Regions from separate parts of the Mus musculus genome. Here region 2 is linked to region 1. Evidence: chromatin contacts called from public Hi-C data. All regions are on one chromosome and are shown on one strand. The core of a region is the stretch at or near the end of the contact, and the rest is flanking DNA. Distances in the headings are between cores, read along the strand shown.

Evidence for each region. A called contact is a pair of places that touch in the nucleus more often than the background predicts.
Region 2: a Hi-C map of uterus shows a contact between it and region 1. The contact joins two enhancer-like sites. A contact is called at or near these places in 2 of 484 Hi-C or Micro-C datasets (both in uterus) and 1 of 115 datasets of contacts at active chromatin or transcription factors (astrocytes).

Annotation. Positions count from the first base shown.
Region 1 is chr4:66,023,248-66,029,433 of GRCm38.p6, reverse strand. The region is part of intron 5 of Astn2 (astrotactin 2); the gene reads left to right. Among named protein-coding and RNA genes, the nearest start is that of Astn2, 380 kb to the left of the region's middle. Within about 2 kb of position 3,868, at least 88 of the 459 cell types and tissues checked have an H3K27ac peak or open chromatin away from gene starts, as enhancers often do. A contact at or near this core is called in uterus, where this site is marked.
Region 2 is chr4:66,480,554-66,486,739 of GRCm38.p6, reverse strand. No RefSeq gene overlaps it. Among named protein-coding and RNA genes, the nearest start is that of Gm25480, 60 kb to the left of the region's middle. Within about 2 kb of position 3,654, at least 51 of the 459 cell types and tissues checked have an H3K27ac peak or open chromatin away from gene starts, as enhancers often do. A contact at or near this core is called in uterus, where this site is marked.

The sequences.
Region 1 (6,186 bases), core at 2,619-5,118:
AGACCACTACTGTTAGTGTTCTGCTGTTCAGAGTGTGATAATGCTTTGTTGATATCAACCAGTAGATCTCAATTCTCAAACCCCATTCTCTGTGTTGATAGTAACAACAAATATACAAAGCCATAAGCACATGCTAATGTCCTCTGGGCTGTTTTGTCAGCCCAAGGCACCATGTTTACACAGCTCCGTATAATAAAACAAAAATTCCTTTTCAGACTGTTTGAAATGAACTTTCTAAAACTTCCCAACATCACCATGCACAATGTCAACATGGTGTCATGTTTTTTGTTTCTCTTTTACTATGGTGTCTCTGATTCATTCTTAAATCATTGTTAGTGTAGAGTGACTGGGCACTCTCCTCTCCAGAACCAGAGAACAACAGCATTTAATTCTCTTAGACCTGTATTGATAATGCTTTGAATCATGTTTTACATAGGACATATGCAATAATACGTTAGCAAATAAAATTCTGGATAGCTTCATTTATGCATTATTAAGGTTCTTTTCCTCCTACGAGATCAGAGTTCTGTATTGCTTATTCATCCTTGTGTTCCCTCCAGGTGAGGGCCAGTGCTAATAATGGCTATCTCTGGGCTTGCATGAATGAAATCAACCATTGTCCTTCAGTGATAAGTGACTACCCCAGGCCACAGAGCTAACCAGTTCTCTGTCTTTAATCCTCTGAGGCAGGTTTTGTTCCATTCTCTCCCTTACCAGATGATGTCTGGAAGGATCTCTGAAGTTCACTGGTACTTGGACCTTCCCTATTTGCTACTCCCATTGTAGAAGAAAAAAAAAATTGCTCAGTTTGCTTACCCAGATCCCAGTTGTGAGAACTACCTGGGAGCACCACCATGTGGTGAGAGACCCAAGTTTTTCCTCTTTTGAAGGAAGGAGTTCTTTGTTCGTTCATGCATTCATTCATTCATTCATTCATCATGCATCCATGAGCCACACATGGAGCATATATTCTATTTGTTGTCCTGTGGTAGGTGCTGGAGATAGAAGATATATCAAATCCAGTTCCTGGCCCTGGGAAATTTATACACAGGAAATTTATTTTCTGTTGGGGAAAGAAAGGTGACAGGAGCACAGAGATTTACAGCTCATTGTGATAAATAACATGGAGGGTTCTGTGCATGCCCTGGTAACATATAAAAGGGTCTTCCTCTCCTGCTGGGTGTGAGTAAGTAAGTAAGGAGTGAGTGTAAGGAAGAGGGAATGGTGTGGGGCACTTCCTGAAACAGATGAGATCTTAAAGGCAGAGTGAATCAAAAACCATCTGAAAGCACTGTGGGAGAGGGCTGTGTAGGCAGAATGTTGGGCTGAGTGAAGAGAGGGAAACTTCAGCCAAGGTTGGTCCTGTGGAGGCTGAAGGCCCAAATAAGGACTCCATTCGTACAGGCTTTGTGGATACAAGGGAACATTTTCACAGTTATCTAACTGCATGCTGGCATTGCTGCAGGTTCAGCCTTTTGTCTTCTGTGAATTTTTGCAGTTATTTTACTTCCAGTTATTGACTTCCACTCTTTTCTCCCTGAAGGTCTTCATGATAGATGTGTTTTGTTTGTTGGTTGGTTTCCTTTCATCTCTTTTGCCTGTTTACTCCTTTTACCATGCCAGGTTTAATTCAATGCCTTTCCCTGAAAACTTTCTTTACATTACATCCCCCAACTTTTAAAATTTAGGACACCTAACAACAGAATACTACAGAACACTGAATCCAAAGCACAGATTCCCCTGTTGAGACTCATTAGTAACAACATCTTATTTCAATGCACAATTGGCTTTGATTTATCTCCTATCTTCAGCATCTACCACATGGCAAAGAAGAGCATGTCCTCCCAATGCGTGACTGATGGATGTGTGTACTTTACTTTCATCAGTACTAAATATTTGCATCAAATCTCCTTCACCTTATTCCAACCACCATTCAATGCCTTAGGTCCATAAGGTGAGAACCTCTAGAATTATGCTTTAATGAAAGGACTTGAACTAGATGCACAGTGTGTGATCTATTTGATATTTCCATTCTTTTCCTTTCCTCTAAGTAGGTCTCAATCTTCCCATGTATCCTGAAATTCCCATATCCTCTTTCCCAATGCATTTTACTTCCGGTCCACCCACCACCAGGCAGGAAAAAAAAACCACAAAACAAACAAACAAACAAACAAACAAACAAAAAACCTTTGCATCTAAATGATAGTACTTCCAAATGGACAGAGTGATCTGTAATTGAAAGATGATGGTTTAGGCAGAAGATGTTTGTTTTCATACTCCTCGTCCTGAGATGCACAGGTCCTCAAACCAGCTGAGACTTGAGAAGTCTGGATCAGATGTGGATGTAGAGGTCTCCAGAAGAGCCTGCAAACTGAACAAAGACAAATTCAAATGTATGTGCTACTCTAAAGTGTCTTCATTCTTGAAAAGAGTAGAATTATTTTCCTATCATTCATTCAGTAAACGGTTTTGGTGAGACCCTGCTGGTGCAGCAGTGAGACTTGCGAAAGAGAACGAGGTGTTGGTGAACACCTGCTTGGAAGTCCCTAAATCCAAAGCTCAGCACTGATGCTGCCAGCACCACCCCAACACTTCTCTTCCCTTCATCTCAAGCTCCTAATTTGTTAAGTAGGAATGCTGATGTTGTAAAATGGAGTTCTTGTGCCAAATACACATAAAGGTTTCTTTAATCTTTTTGTAAAATTTATTTTATTGGTTTAATTGATTTGTATGAGTAACTGTTGATGTATCTGCCATATATGTGTGGATGCCTGCTGAGGTCAGCAGAGAGCATCATGGCCCTAGTAACTGGAGTTAGAAGTGATTATAGGTCACTCTATAGTGCTGCTGGGAACTATGATCACCTTCTCTGGAACAGCAACAAGTGCACTTACAAACAATCTCTGCAGGCCCAAATCTAACCTTTGAAATCACATATGAAAGAAAAGGATCTGAAATTCAGAGAGATTTAACCCCTTAGGATACAACTGGAGGATTAGAACTTTTACCCAGGTGTATTTGACCCCAAGTTCAGTGCTTTAGTCTTCTCTACCATACTGTCTCATATTTGGATGTAGACATTCGATTTAGGGCTTATCCTAAATCCAGGATGATCTCAGCTTCTAATAGTGAACTTACATTCATCCACAAAACCCCACTTTCCAAATACATTCATCATGCACAGTATTCCATAGAGACATCTTTGAAGGACTTACTTCATTCCATGGTAAGCAGATAGCAGAGATAAAGTTCAAAGAAAATTAGACAGCAGCTAGATACCAGGAACTGAATATTTTTGTTAAAGCACCAAGTACCTTATACCTTTCATCCTGTGCATTATTTTTTTTAAATTGTTTTATTTATTACCTTCTAGTTTTTAATTGAGGTGATACAAGGTCATCCTTTCCCTCTAGGAATTTCTCCAATTGTAATATCAGAAATAATCTGTAGTTTCCTTTAATAGCTTTCCAACATAGATTTTCTAGAGCCCCAAGACTCAGGCCAAGACTCTTCCCTCTATTCCATCCTCACAAAGCAGTCTGAGTGGAAGCTAGAGTACAGCGGCTTGGAGGAAACCTCAACTCTCCCAGAGGCCCCTGCTGGACCATGATAACAGCTCTCTTACACCAGTATTAATCTTTAATTGCTATTTGATTTGATTTAACATGATCTTCTGCTTGTAAAACACCTTGAAATGTTTCAGCGTTGTGAGCGTGTCCTGGAAACGCCACTTTATTGTATTAACAAGTCTCGGCCTGAACATAAAGGGAGATAATTAGAAACAGCAAAGTCCCCTGACATGCTCAGGGCAGCCAAAAAGCTCTCGGGAAAACAATCCTTTCAGCTGCTTTCATGTTTCCAAAAGCGAAAGCTGTTGGAGAGGCCCCAGTGGGTAGGAAGCTTATTAGGGTGACTTGGCATGCTATTTATAGCTCTCAGCTGGCTCGCCTTTTGTCCAGCTCATGTAGCCCTGTGGATTCCCAGATCTCTAGTAAGTTTGTTCTACAACTGCTAGGACCCCAACCTAGGAGCACACTGTATTGCCAGCAATTGATCTGTGAGAGCTTTTGGCATACTTGGGGCGTTTTCTCACAAAGACAAGCATGTTGTATACACAAGGGGGTAAAGTTCCCAGGCTAGCCTATAAAAGTTGATATGTCTTACAGTGGATCAAAAGCACTGCAATATCATTCTTAGATATCCGGATGCTCAGATGAGACCCAAGTGGATTTGTAGCCTAACAAAGACTACTTAAAGGGTGACTAAGCTACAAACCAGTTTTTCCTAAGTATAGCCTCAGCTAATGCTTTATGATGTGATATATTTGAATTAGAGTTATACTTGACATAGCAAGTGCATAATGAAAATCTACATAAGTTAATTTGGTTGTGCTTTAAAGCTGTTCCATGAAGCTTGAACTTCATCGGAAAGAGTGCAGCAGGGTTGGTTGGCTTTTGAGGCAACCAGACATCCTTGAGAACCTCCACCGTGGTGTGCCTGGTGCAGAGCAATAGTAAAAGTGATGGTTCAGAGACAGGTTACCGTTCTCTGCATCCATTGTCTTCCTGATTAACTGATAAAGACATGACTCCAGATGAAGTTTCTGGCTTTATGTAGAGTCCTAATTAATGTGTAATGTGTAAAAAAAATAATATTACTGCCTTTATTTGGTTTATTTTTAAAAAATGAAAGAATGTATTTCACATATGACTAGAGTCATAAGCCCAGATTCCAATAGGTATTGAGCTTTACATTGTGTTTTTAATTGTGGATGGGGGTATATTTATGTGATGAATGTTTGTGCATACGTGAGCATGTGTGCGTGTCTGAAGTATGTCTGCCTGTGCATGAACATGCCAAATATTGATGTCCAATACCTTCCTCTCTCCCTCTCCATGTTACTTAAGGAATCACAGACTCTCAATGCACCTGAAGACCTCCAACTGGTTTGTGTGCTGCAGCATCGCACTATAGTTTTAAGAAGTTGATTCTGGGAATCCAAACACAGTTCTTTTGCTTGTGAAACAAGGAACCCACTGAGCGATCTCCTCAGTCCCAACTTTGAGGTTTTTTTGCTTTATTTTTTTCCCCAATTTTATACATATATAATACATTCTCTTAACTCTCATCCCACCCTTTTCTCCCATTCCTTCTTACAAGCCCACTTCACAATTCACGTCTTTTCCTTTCTATTCTTACTCACTGGCTTTAACCAGAGTCTAAGTGTGTCCACGAGTTTGGAGCTATCAGTTGGAGTCTGATGTGCTTACCTTTCAATGCTGATTGGAGATAATGAATATCCCTCTCTTAGGATGTATTGATACTGAATAGTCTAACATGGAGAGGTAGGGTGTAACCACTCTCTCACTGACTCAAGAAAAACTGCTGATAGACCCAGTCCTATACAGACCCAGTGTGGGCCACAGTGGTGGCTGTGAGACCATGTTTGCAATGACAGTGTTAGGCTCGAAGGGTAGTATTTTGCAGTTCTTCTCCAGGTCTCCTGACTCATATATTCTTTCTGAGCCTCTTCGTAATGTTCTCTGAGCCTGGCCTTGGAGAGTGTACTGTGACTATCCTAGTTAGGTGATCATTCAATCCCTCATTTATTCTTACACTTTGAATCTATCTGATTTTTAGACCTTGCCATGATTCTCCATTTATAGGAACAAAAGTTAATAATTTGTGGATAAGAGAAATTTTGCGTTGAAATCATTCTTCTCAACCCTATCTCATCATCCTTATTTAATAGATTATAGGTAGGGTTTAAAGTATTTTTACCAAACTCTACAGAAGCTTCTGAGGCAGAGAGCAATTCAAAGTGTTATAAACCCAATGGAATGAAGGTGTTGAAAGAGAACTCCCTTTTAAGTGATGCGTACAGTTTAAATGATACAGTCTAGAAGTGGTTTCTAGTCTGAGGGGAAAAAGATGATCAAATGACATCTAGAGCATAGGAGTGGACATCTTGGTTGATCTAAAGCATGGCATTGGGTATAGGTGTGGCAATAGATAAGCACACATTATGGGAAATCCTGCAGGAACTGCTTCCCACTGATGCAATGCTTCTCACTGGGTTGTGCATGCCAAACGAACTGGGTCTTCACCCAGGCTCCACCTTCTATGATCATGATGCTCTCAGACAAACAGTGCTGTTTTTCCCTACATTCCTTGCCTTTCTCACTA
Region 2 (6,186 bases), core at 2,405-4,904, 460 kb before region 1:
GTTCCATCCAAGAGCTGACTGTGAGCATCCACTTCTCTGTTTGCCTAACCTCACAGGAGACAGCTATATCTGGGTCCTTTCAGCAAAATCTTGCTGGTGTATGCAATGGTGTCATCGCTTGGAGGCTGATTATGGGATGGATCCCCTGGTATGCCAGTCTCTAGATGGTCCATCCTTTCGTCTGAACTCCAAACTTTGTCTCTGTAACTCCTTCCATAGGTGTTTTGTTCCCAATTCTAAGAAGGGGCAAAGTGTCCACACTTTGGTCTTCATTCTTCTTGAGTTTTATGTGTTTTGCAAATTGTATCTTATATCTCGGGTATTCTAAGTTTCTGGGCTAATATCCACTTATCAGTGAGTACATATCATGTGAGTTCTTTTGTGATTGGGTTACCTCACTCAGGATGATGCCCTAGAGGTACATCCATTTGCCTAGGAATTTCATAAATTCATTCTTTTTAATAGCTGAGTAGTACTCCATTGTGTAAATGTACCACATTTTCTGTACCCATTCCTCTGTTGAGGGACATCTGGGTTCTTTCTAGCTTCTGGCTATTATAAATAAGGCTGCTATGAACATAGTAGAACATGTGTCCTTCTTACCAGTTGGAACATCTTCTGGATATATGCCCAGGAGAGGTATTGCGGGATCTTCCAGTAGTACTATGTCCAATTTTCTGAGGAATGACCAGATTGATTTCCAGAGTGGTTGTACAAGCTTGCAATCCCACCAACAATGGAAGAGTGTTCCTCTTTCTCCACATCCCTGCCAGCATCTGCTGTCACCTGAATTTTTTATCTTAGCCATTCTGACTGGTGTGAGGTGGAATCTCAGGGTTGTTTTGATTTGCATTTCCCTTATGATTAAGGATACTGAACATTTTTTCAGGTGCTTCTCAGCCATTCGGTATTCCTCAGGTGAGAATTCTTTATTTAGCAGAGAGGGACATTCATATCCCTGGAGAGGTAGGCAGTGTCTCTGGGAAAAGGTTTGTGTGGCTCTTTATCATTGGTCAGGCCAGGGTGGTGGAAAATGCCTCATTTGCATATTCGAGGGGCTGTAGAGTTGGGGGGTGTTTATAAGGTCACACAAGAAATGAAGTATGGTAACTGCCACGGGGGAAAAATTAAGGGCTGATGGTGGGGCAGCCAACTTTATGGCACCAGGTTGGCAGAAGGTTAAGATCCAACTCTGATGCCTCATATGAGGTATCTGGGGTTCTTGACTCTTCCTCTGTAGGCCTGGGCCATTAAAGTCCCACCAGACTGCATTTATACCATTAAAGAACTATCATACTAAACATAAAATTAAATGCAATATGTATAATATGTTATGTGTATCATACAAAAAATACTTTAAATTGATAGTACCAACTGGAGCATCACAGCAAAGGATGGAAAGTGCAGATGAGAAGAGAGAAGAAACTGTACAGGAAAACACCAAAGAGATCATCCTGTTAACCAGTACCAGTGTAAACCAAGATTGGTCTTCTGTCCGGTATGGAAATAAAACCAAAATATCAGCCACTAACATTTCACCTGTTCAGTGCATTAAAAACTAAAGACAGTCTATCTAGTTGAGGGTAAAAGTGTAGGAAGAAAAAAAAAATTCATTTATTGTATGAAAATATATATGTACCTGGAACACTTTTGGAAATTACGCAGAGGGTATGCAATAAAACTTTAAAAATGCATCCACTTAACATAGCAATCCTACTTGAGAGAATCTAGCATAGAGAAATAAGATAACATAGTACATGAATATAATATTAGGGCCATTTATTGGGTGACTATTTAACATAGCATAAAACAGAAGTCTAGTTCTACCCTGAATGCTTGTTGGAACTTGTTGGTACTTTTCCAGGAAGAGTCATTTAGTTGTTTTCTAAAGATGAGTTAGGTGTATGTGTATTGACCAAAACAGATGAGAGAAAAATAAAGATAACATGCAGACTAGGAACAGTGAAGGGATTGTATACAAAAATAGAAGGGGTTTGGGAGATGTCTTAGTTGATAAAATGCTTGCTGTGCAACTATGAAGACCTAAGTTCAAATCCCCTACACCTATGTAAAAACTGGACACAGCTGTGCACACCTATAGCTTCAGAACTGAGTATGTGGAGACTGGCACATTCCAGAGGCTTGTTGGACATGCAGGCCAGCCCAGACATTGAGCTCCAGATTCAGTAACAGTCACTATCTCAAAAAAAGGAGGGGGGTGTGTTGGAAAGGGATTGAAAATAACACCTGGTATCAACCTCTGGCCTGTACAGATTCACACATAAGCAAGTACTCCCACATACTCATATGCCAGCACATACATACATAAAAATATATCAAAGAAAACAGTATCAGGCTTATAAAACCATTAGGGAAACTAAATAGTATAAAAGCCATATTTGATTTTTGATATTTATTGAAATATACGTGGGGTTGGCAAGATGGCACAGTAGATGAAGATGCCTTCCACTGAGTGTAACTACCTAAGTTAGATCCCTAGGACCAATTGTCAACTGAAGTAAGGTGTTCTGACCTCCACACCTGTGCCACAGCATGTGTGCATGTACTATGCATCACACACACACACACACACACACACACACACACACCCCTAACTAACTAAAACACAAATAAATAAAATCCAAAAAATTAATGTGGCTGGAGGCTGGCAGATACATTTAAATAGAGAATAGGGAGATTGCTGACTTAATACATTTATACAGAAGTTGTTTTGCAGGTGGCAAGCAGCCTTTATGACCCTAAGCAATTTTATCATTAAATCCAGTCATGTGCCTGTGTCCTTGCCCTTCATAGGTCCATCAGACATGCGTACATCACTGAGCTCGGCCCCCAACTCGGCTTTATGTTATCTCTGGTTTTCTCCAAGTACATTCTTGTTATGAGGCCGCACTTCTCTGCATGCTTACAGCTCTGTCTCCATTTACTCCATCCCCTGCCCTCCTCCCTTCTACTCCTCCTAGAGACACACCCACAGAGAATTCAACAGGACGCCTGCCCCGAAGGGGTTTACAATCTGTCAGGACTATGCTGAGCACATTCTCAAATAGAGATGAAGGTAGTCACGGGGAATTGTGCCAGATGGATGTAATTTTAAATGAAGGACAAGGTAAGTCATCTACTTAGGAAAGGAGGGAGTTGAGGACTTACAGGGAATGAACAGGGCTTAGATTGCAATATGGAGTCAACAGAAGATGAATGGAGGAATTGTCCATTTTGTGATCCTCTGAGGGTGGTTTTGAAATTTATCTTTCAAATTGCAGGAGTTTGGGTTGGGTGCTTTTGAAAGCCTCCATGGAGTCAGATTGCTCCCTTCTATCTCTGAGACACATGGGCAGAGGCACTTCCTCCGAGGTTCATTTTTCAGTTCGGTGGATGGAGACAGCAATCACTGCTGCTCATGACCCCCGCCCCCTCCCCCCCGACTCTGCTTCCCACGAGCACAGAAAGCCAGATTTCATCCACTTGTACCACCCACAGCCCAACTCCCTCCACTCACCCCTCCTACTCATTTTCCATGCTGGCCTCCTTTTAGCCCTAAGTCAACTATATTCTTGGCCTGCTCTGCCTGCCTTCTTGGCCAATGGTTCTGGCAGAGACTTAAGAAAGGTCAGATGGGAGGACTACTGGCCTGGGCTCCTACAAGCTGTGTCCTAGTTTGTTTGTTTTTTCTCTCTCTAAACTAAACTATCAGGGGTTGCCTCCTATGCCCCACCCACTTCCCTCTTCCAAATCCCTTTTCTGAGTCTGAAGAAAGTTTTTTCAGCCTGAGAAGAAACCTTCTGCCCCAGGCAAGCCATATCTAAGGAGCTGCCATCAGTCCCCATTGTCTGTGTCCTGGGATCACTGCCAAGGACTGTGACTCTTGGCTAGGGATGTAGAAGGGCCCTGTTTAATCCCATCTGTTCAGAGGTACAGAGAGAAGCCAGATCCCCTCCTCCTCCTCCTCCCCCTCCCTTCTCCCCTCCAACCCCAAGCTCCATGGATGAGTGGCCTTTCAGAGATGAAAAACTGGAGCCCTGTCAGGAAGACTTCTTGCTTGACAGAGGCAGGATCTAAATATAGTAAGGTACAGCTTAACTCCCCAGCAGAGCAAGCATACCCAACCAGCTCCTGCCTTCTGGGGTATCCTCCCCTTTTGGCACCTAGCCAAAACCCAGTACACACTGGGAATAGAGGCCGGTCATCAAATGCTCTGGATTAACCTTCCCATATCCTATCTAGTACCCCTCTTCCCACATAATGTCAATTAGAACCTACTGAGGCATTCTGGAGCCCCCTCCCTTCTGTCCCCCAATAGCAATAGATTCTCTTCTACTGCAAGCATCATTCCAAAGGCATGCCCACTTTTAAGAAGCCATCTTTAAGAATCTATCACATCACACATATTTAACTTTCCCTTTCTACGGACACTAAACATTCATGACTTTGTTCATTTCCAGGATATAATTACTCCCATTTTACAGATATCAACACTATGGCTATGCAGTAACTGATTCCTGAAAGCCCACCTGGTTAAGCAGTGTTTATCTCTTGCTTTAGAAAATCCCCATGACAACATGGAACTTGATTTGCTGGTTCCCTTTGGAATTTCACTTTATAATTCAACTGAAGGACTTCATGATATTTCTTTTATTTCATTAAAATATTTTTGGAGGCAGAGTTTCACATAACATAAATTAGCCCCAAATTTAATGTATAGCCCAAGCTGTCACTATACTGTTGATCATTCTGTCTCAGCATACTGGGTGCTGAGATTAAATGCAAGTACCACATCTGAGTCTTTTAATTTCATGAAGAATCATGACATATTGATTAGGTTTTTATTGTAACTGTTTTCAAATATACAACAATGGCAACCTACAGGAGGAATTATTTATTTTGTCTCAGGGTTTAAGAGGATTCAGTCTGGTGTGGTGGAGGAGGACCCACATCATTGAGGGTCAAGATGCACAGAAGCACAATGCATGAACTATACCACCTCTCTCCTTCTTCTTTATTTTGTCTAGAGGCCTGACCCAAAAGATGTTGCCTTCTACATTCAAGGTGGGTCTTTCATTCTCAGTTACTCTTCCCTTCTTGGTGTGCCTCAGTCTCCGAGCTGATTCTAAACCCAGTCACCTTAATCATATGACACCAGGAGTCTAATAACTTAGAAGCAAAACAGAGCAACAATGTGATAGCCCCATATAAAGTCTCCTGTGCTCACAAAGATGGCCCAGACCTCTTTCAGAGGCTCAAAAATATATTCATTTGGGTTCAGAAGCTACTATTGACAGGGATGGCCCTGGGGAAGACTCCTTTGTATTGTCCTGCCTCTGGGGGTTGCTAGAGCTCATGAATTCTTCTGACTTATAGCTATTGCAATCAACTTCTGTTTCTGTCTTCATAAGGCTACCATCTCTATGTGTTTGTGTCCCTGAATCTTCCTCTTTTTTTTTTTTCACTAACACATCAGTTATTTCATGTAAGGTCTTCTTCAGTTCAGTATGAATTCACTCTATCTTGATTTCATTTTCGAAGATCTGATTCCAAAGAAGATCAGCTTCTGGGGGATTGCCTGCAAACTATTCCCCTTACTAGAGATGCATTTTAAGGCCCTTGTGGATACCAGAAGCCATGTGTAACAATAATTGCTTTCCTCCACATATGTAACTATGAGAAATTTAATGAATATACTAAGCACATTAAAAGATTAAAAACAGTAACTAATAGTAAAATAAATATAACAGTGACACATCATAGTTTAAAAAACTATGTTGATGTAGTCTCTTCTCTCTGTTTCTCTCTGTCTCTGTCTCTCTCTGTCTCTGTCTCTCTCTCTCTCTGTCTCTCTGAGGCAAGATTTCTCTGCTTAGCCCTGGATGTCTAAGAACTAACTCTGCAGAAGAGGTTGTCCTTAAAATCAGAAATCTGCTTTCTTCTGCCTCCCTAGTGCTTAAATTAAAGGCATGTATCACCACTACCTAGCAGTGGTCTTTTCAAAGCACCTTATTTTACTAATAAAATAAATAAATAAATGATCTTTAAATCTTTATGTCTAGTTGAGGAGGAAAGGCTGAATCTGAGTATTAGTGGCGCCATCCAACAGGTTGGAGCTCCAGACTTGATAAATTTTTTTTTTAAATTGAACTAAGCATCATACTTCATCTCTCTCCACTTCCTGAC